Regions from separate parts of the Mus musculus genome. Here region 2 is linked to region 1. Evidence: chromatin contacts called from public Hi-C data. All regions are on one chromosome and are shown on one strand. The core of a region is the stretch at or near the end of the contact, and the rest is flanking DNA. Distances in the headings are between cores, read along the strand shown.

Evidence for each region. A called contact is a pair of places that touch in the nucleus more often than the background predicts.
Region 2: a Hi-C map of uterus shows a contact between it and region 1, with 3 times the contacts expected there. The contact joins two enhancer-like sites. A contact is called at or near these places in 1 of 484 Hi-C or Micro-C datasets (uterus), 1 of 115 datasets of contacts at active chromatin or transcription factors (embryonic stem cells) and 1 of 9 other capture datasets (embryonic stem cells).

The regions. Positions count from the first base shown.
Region 1 is chr5:118,966,331-118,969,889 of GRCm38.p6, reverse strand. No RefSeq gene overlaps it. Among named protein-coding and RNA genes, the nearest start is that of 4930413E15Rik, 16 kb to the right of the region's middle. Within about 2 kb of position 1,934, at least 8 of the 459 cell types and tissues checked have an H3K27ac peak or open chromatin away from gene starts, as enhancers often do. A contact at or near this core is called in uterus, where this site is marked.
Region 2 is chr5:119,245,200-119,248,445 of GRCm38.p6, reverse strand. No RefSeq gene overlaps it. Among named protein-coding and RNA genes, the nearest start is that of Gm7538, 47 kb to the right of the region's middle. Within about 2 kb of position 1,330, at least 26 of the 459 cell types and tissues checked have an H3K27ac peak or open chromatin away from gene starts, as enhancers often do. A contact at or near this core is called in uterus, where this site is marked.

The sequences.
Region 1 (3,559 bases), core at 685-3,184:
GTTCACTGCACTGGATCATGAGGTCTGAGAAGGCAGGTGTGCTGGGGAACTCGGATGACACTGGTGCCCCTGTAACCACCACCAGTGATAATTAATTGCCAAAAGCATTTGCTGAGTGACTACATGAAGGAAGAGATGAAGGAACTAAGGGATGAATGACAGCTGCCCTCCTATTTGATGGGCAGATGTGTCTGCTATTTTAAAAAAAGATGAATAAATATAAATGTGATATGAGCTTAATACTGTGAAATTTAAGAACGATATCTGCAGAAGAGAGAGACTGGATAAATTCAGCAAAATGCAAGTAGAAGTTAAACTCAGCAATGGTGGGGCTTCCCGATATAACCTATGTTGCCGATGTCAACAGAGGGAAATGCTTGGTTTTGTTAAAAACAAACAAACAAAACACACACACATACACAAAAACAAAACTAAGAATTGAACATATCAGTCTTGATTGACCAGGTCTTTTAACTTCTCACAACAGAGGGAACAGGAGGGGCACCATACACCTCTGTCACAGCAGAGGTCACACTGTGGGGACATAACCTTGTGTTACCAGAGCCTAGAGCAATGTCTGGCTCAGGAGAGAAGTTCACTAAAAATCTGTGGAAGGAGAAAGAGAAGGAAAATATAGGAAGGAGGGGGGAAGTGCAGAATGGGGAGAGGAGATTGGGTAGAGAGAGGGAGGGGAGAGAAAGAGAAGGAGGGAAAGAGAGGTAGAGAGAATAAAGGGAAAGAAGGGGAGGGGAGGGAGTGGGAAGGGAATGGAAGGGAGGGGAGGGAAGGGGGAGAGGAGGGGAGGGAGAGAAAGGGAAAGGGAGGAGAGGGGAAGGAGGGAGGGAGGGAAGAAAGGGAAGGGAGGGAGGGAGGGGAAAGGGGAAGGGGATGGGAGGGGGAAGGAAGGGGGAAAAGGGAGGGGAGAAGAGGGGGGGGGAAGAAGTGGGAGGGGAAGAACAGTCAAGACTCCCTGGGGAAGAGAGAATAGGATGAAAATCTCATCCTGAACAGAGCCTGTGGCTTCTGCTCCTGGACAGGATGGGACAGTCCTGTGAGCAAGGTCAGGTCTTGGTCCAGGCTCTATATCAACCGTAGGTCTACAACCTGGAGCCTAAGGAAACACAAGGACCTGAGCCCTCTGAGCCTTCCTTCGGGGCCCCTCTGTGGTATATGGCTAGTCAAGATGACATCCTCATCTGCACAGGAACCTGGAGAGATGGACAAACACAAAACATTCTGGAGTAATGCCAGAAGACGCAGGGCATGGTTACACATGCAACTCTTAACTGGTAGAAAGCCTAAACTGTATGCCATTCATCCATCCCATCTCTCTCTCTCTCTCTCTCTCTCTCTGTATGCATTGGTATAGGAATGTTCAGGTGTGCATTCATGAGTGTGTGCAGACCAGAGGTCAACCTCAAGTGCTATTCCTCAGGAGGAGGCCATCTTGACTTTTGTGACAGGGTCTCTTATTTCCCCAAGGCTTATCGACTAGTTTAGTCTGAGTGACTGGTGAGACTTGGAGATCTTCAAGATGGTTATAAACTTGCACCACTATGCCTGCTTCCTTTCCTTTTTTTTTTCTTTTTTTCTTTTTTTACATGCGTGTTGATTGGACAAATTCAGGACCTCATGTCTGTGTAGCAAAACATTTTACCAACTTCAGCCCTTAACATTTTTGCTTGTTTGTCCTAGAGATGGAACCCCAGGTCTCACGCATGCTAGGCCAGCTTTCTACCACAGAACCATAGCCCAGGCAGGCTCAGACTCTTGTCTGAGTTTTCCCCGGAAGAGCATTTGGATCTGGAAAAAGGATGCCTCTGAGGCTGAGAATCAGCAGACCTGACCTTCAGCTCCTTCGGTGCAGCCGCTCTGTGTTCCATGAGCGTTCATGAAAGTCTGTCCCACTGGGGAAGGAAGTCCGTCTGTGGGAGAGGAGAGGCGCAGCTCCCTCGGGGTCAGAGTAATTGTGTGTGATTAATGGCCAATCTCTTAGTGAGCCCCACACAAGGGCTCCCAGCTGCACACTCCTCCCAGTGAATTTAGAAGACCAAGTGCGTCCTCTCTTGCTTGCAAAGCCCAGATGTCAGCACCCTCAGCTCTGGAAACGTTTTGTAATCTGCAATTACGAGTTTTCCTAAAGTCTGGCCCGGGGACCAGCCATGTCTGGCCCTTTTGAACAAGGACTAAAGGAGCTCACAGGGAAGGAGGGAGAATCTATTGATTATCCATCATGAGTCAAGTCTTGTGTCACCCTCCACCACTAATTCCCTCAGTCTTCGACTTCTACCTACCATGATTATCCCCATTTCCCAGACAAGGAAACTGAGGCAGAGAGAGACAATGAGTCCTTTATGCCACACAGTAAATAGAAGGGGCAGGATTTGAACCTGGGTCATCAGGCTCTCTGTGTAAGGTTGTTTGGGAAATCCTATTGGCTTTGTTTTAAATCAACATCATGTCTTTGTCCTGGTCATCAGCCACTGCCATCGTTCCTCACCTGTTGATGGCTGAGGGTAAAAACACTGAATCGTCCCTGCTCCAGAGATTCAAGCCATGTTATCCACCTTTCCATAATCCAGAGAGGTGTTGGCTCTGCACACTTCCTCTTCTTTCTCCATGCACACCAGGCTTCTAGATCTTTCTGAACGGCCTCATGCAGTTGTGAGCATCCCCACCAGGGTGGTCTGTATCCCTTGTTAACTGTGAGTTCAAGTCAATTCCTCCCTGCTTTGTTGCCACTTGCTAGACATAACAATGCGGAGAAACAACAAAAGAAACTAATCCACGACTTCATTTGTGGGTTGCAGCTCTTATGCCTTCCGGTCCCACAGGCTTGTAGGACATTTTCTCTGCTTATCTGAACACAGCTCCAGGAAGGGGTGGATCCAGGACCCATGGGGAGCTGATGCTCTAGGAATTTGGCGATCCTTTCCAAAGAAAGGATGCTTGCAAATATAAAATTTGACGAGCCAGTGAATCCTTGGAAGGGGAAGAAATTACAAATCTGTACTTTTGAGAAAGCTAAAAATAGTCAAACATTCACTTCCTGACCGGAAGAGATTCTGAGAACTGGATAGTTGGGCAAATTCATCCTGGTCCATAAATCCAAGAGTTGACTTCTTTAAAAAAAAAAAAAAAAAGGTATCATATTCATGGTCCACTGTTGGTCAAAGTGTCCTGTAGAGCATGGCGGGCCTCTGGCTGCCACAAAATCCAGAAGAGCTGATCACAGTGTTTCAAATATACAGAACCTCACGTCTCTAAATTATGTTCATCCTGAAATTCCTAGCAACGAATGCCTAATCATTTCTTTTAGGATACTTTCGTAGGCATGTGTGAGCTCAGGCCTTGGAAGTCACTGGTCAACCTTGTGTGTCACCCTCGAGAGCACTGTCCACTTCCTTTGAGGACTTTTCTCACGGAGTTTATCTCACCAAGTAGGCTAGGCTGACTGGCCATGGAGCCTCAGAGATCTCCTCTCTGGTCCTCCCCAGGGTTGCGGTTCCAAGCTCTTTTGTGGTTCTGGAGATTAAACTCAGACCTCCACACTTTCCAG
Region 2 (3,246 bases), core at 81-2,580, 280 kb before region 1:
CCAATAAGTAGAGATTGGCTGGCCAGGAATCTACCCGTCTCCACCTCCCTGATGCTGGGATTACAAGCCTGTGTGACTGTGCCTGATTTTGTTTTTACATGAACTCTGTGGGCTGAACTCGGGTGGCAGTGCTTGTAATGCAAGTGTTTTCTGATGGAGCTGTCTCCCTCACACCTCCTTTTTTTGCCTATAACTTGCTGTCCTACTGAGACCCAAGTGCTACCTGTCCACCCTGGGTGACAAATCTAAGCCAGGATTTAAAAATTATGTTTTTGTGCTCTGTGGGGGGGGGCGCGATATGGTGTATGTATGTATGTATGTATGTATGTATGTATGTATGTATGTATGTATGGTATATATGTGGTGTATGTGTGGTGTGTGGTGTGTCTATGTGTGTGGTGTGCATATGTGTATGTGGTGTGTTTGGTATGTCTATGTGTGTGTATGTATTTGTGTATTGTATGTGTGGTATATTTATGGTATGAGGTGTATCTGTGTGTGTGTATGTGAGTGTGTGGTATGTGTGTGTGTGTATATGGTATATGTGTGTGATATGTCTATGTGTATGGTGCGTGTATGTGCTCTGGCCAAGGTTCAAGAACAGAAGTCAGAAGACAACATAGGACAGTCAGTTCTCACTTTTTATCAAGTAATCAAGTAGGTCCTGGGAATTGAACTTAGTTCATCCGGCTTGATCACAAGCCTCTTTATCTACTGAGCCAACTAGCTCGTCCTTGGCCATGTGTGTTTGTTTGTCTTAATCATGACACCAAGAAAAATAACTCTCCTCTCTAGGAACCTGTCATTTCAGAGCTCCCCTCTGCCATGTGGGTGATGCCTCTTTCAAGTCTGGGTGGGCAGCATCTAGTTGGTCCCTCTGCTCACCATAGCGCTCAAACCAGGGAAGCTAGGTAGAAATCATACGTTAAAAAGGTTGTGGATCTGCTTAGATTAAAAACGAGGGTGAATTTATGTCCTAGTCGATCAAGAGACTGTGTGACCTTGGACGGAAATCGCTGCCTCATGTAGACTTTCTTTTTTTTTTTTTTTTCATCATGTAGACTTTCAACTGAACTCCGAGAAGAACTTCCGGTGAGTGGGAAGAAACACCGAGCCTCTCTGTGGAGCACTCTAGAACATTATCGGATGAGGTTAAATCGGGGTGCTGGTGGAAACAAGGGGATAACAGTATGGAGAACTCCCCTCCGTGTCCGCAGGCCCCAGAAATCCCTCTGAAGCTCCAGGCAGAAGCTGCTGGCCCTCCTACCCACTCCCTCCCACTTTTTCTTCGCAGCTGTCTCTGTGTTTCAGAGTCCACATCTCTGCCAGGGACTCTATTTTGGGATTTGTGGGAACCAGCAGCTTTTAGCAAATAGGAAGTCCCAGTGAGCTGGTCCCCCGTCCTGCCCCCCTCCCCCTCCCGGTCTCCCAGTCCACTTGGAGGGCAGAAGAGGAACAAACAGGCTGTCCTAAGCTTAGCCCTCAGGGCATGTGCGAGCTGGAGGGTGCCCAGCCTGGTCCCAGAGAGTCCTCATAGCTGGCGGACCGAATCCCTGACTACTCTGCCACCGTAAGGCAGGGCGGTGCCCAGCGGACCAATCGGGGGCTGCATATTCCCCAGGGAGCTGGGTTTTTCTCTGCAAATTACTACCAAGTTCCTGCCACATCCAGTCTCTGCACAGAGGCGGGTGGCAGGCTAGGTCCCGACACTCCAAGAAACACACCAGCCAAGTGCCATAGCGGTGAGAGACCCTGTCCTTAGGATCAGGACACAGGGGCTTTAAGTGGAGTGGCTCAGGAGCCTTAGGTATGTACATGGCTGGGTTAACATGCAGGTGGGTGTCACACTCTCCAGTGGTGTGGTTATGTGTCAATGTGGATTCGTGTGACATGTGGATTTTTCGATCTCCTATGCGCAGCTAGCTGTCTCAGAGGGTGCACGGGTGACCCGCCTGTATTTTCACAGTGACCCAGATGCTTATGCGTCTTTTCACTGTGTTATGAGGAATACCTTTTAATTTGGCCCAACCAATTTGTGGGTCATTGTGTAAATCCAGAAAAAAGACAGGTAAGATAGTAAAGGCCTGTGAGTTCAACACTCAGGAGGCTAAGGCAGGAGGATCAGGCATTGGAAGATTAGCCTGGGCTATGTAGCGAGACTCTGTGTCCAAAAGGGGGAAAAAAAACAAGAAACATATGTATATATGTATATATGTATATATGTATATATGTATATATGTATATATGTATATATGTATATATGTATATATGTATATATGTATATATGTATATATGTATATATGTATATATGTATATATGTATATATGTATATATGTATATATGTATATATGTATATATGTATATATGTATATATGTATATATGTATATATGTATATATGTATATATGTATATATGTATATATGTATATATGTATATATGTATATATGTATATATGTATATATGTATATATGTATATATGTATATATGTATATATGTATATATGTATATATGTATATATGTATATATGTATATATGTATATATGTATATATGTATATATGTATATATGTATATATGTATATATGTATATATGTATATATGTATATATGTATGTATGTATGTATGTATGTATGTATATATGTATATATGTATGTATGTATATATGTATGTATGTATGTATGTATGTATGTATATATGTATGTATGTATATATGTATATATGTATATATGTATATATGTATATATGTATGTATGTATGTATGTATATATGTATATATGTATGTATGTATATATGTATGTATGTATGTATGTATGTATATATGTATGTATGTATATATGTATATATGTATGTATGTATATATGTATGTATGTATATATGTATGTATATATGTATGTATGTATATATGTATATATGTATATATGTATATATGTATGTATGTATGTATGTATGTATATATGTATATATGTATATATGTATATATGTATATAATCTGTATATGTTACCCATGCAAATAAAAACTAGAAAACAGAGATTCAGCAGGCCTATATTATATATGTTATACACAGCATCATAACTATGACAACAGAAGAGAAGTAAGCCATAATTATAACTAACATCTGTGCAATATATATACTGTCCACAAACATGGGGGAGTAAATCTCCCACTAGGAAGTATCTGCCCCATATGTGCTTTCTAGCTGTTTTTGTTTTTTAATTAAAATGCATGAGTTCCACACACAAAAGCAAGT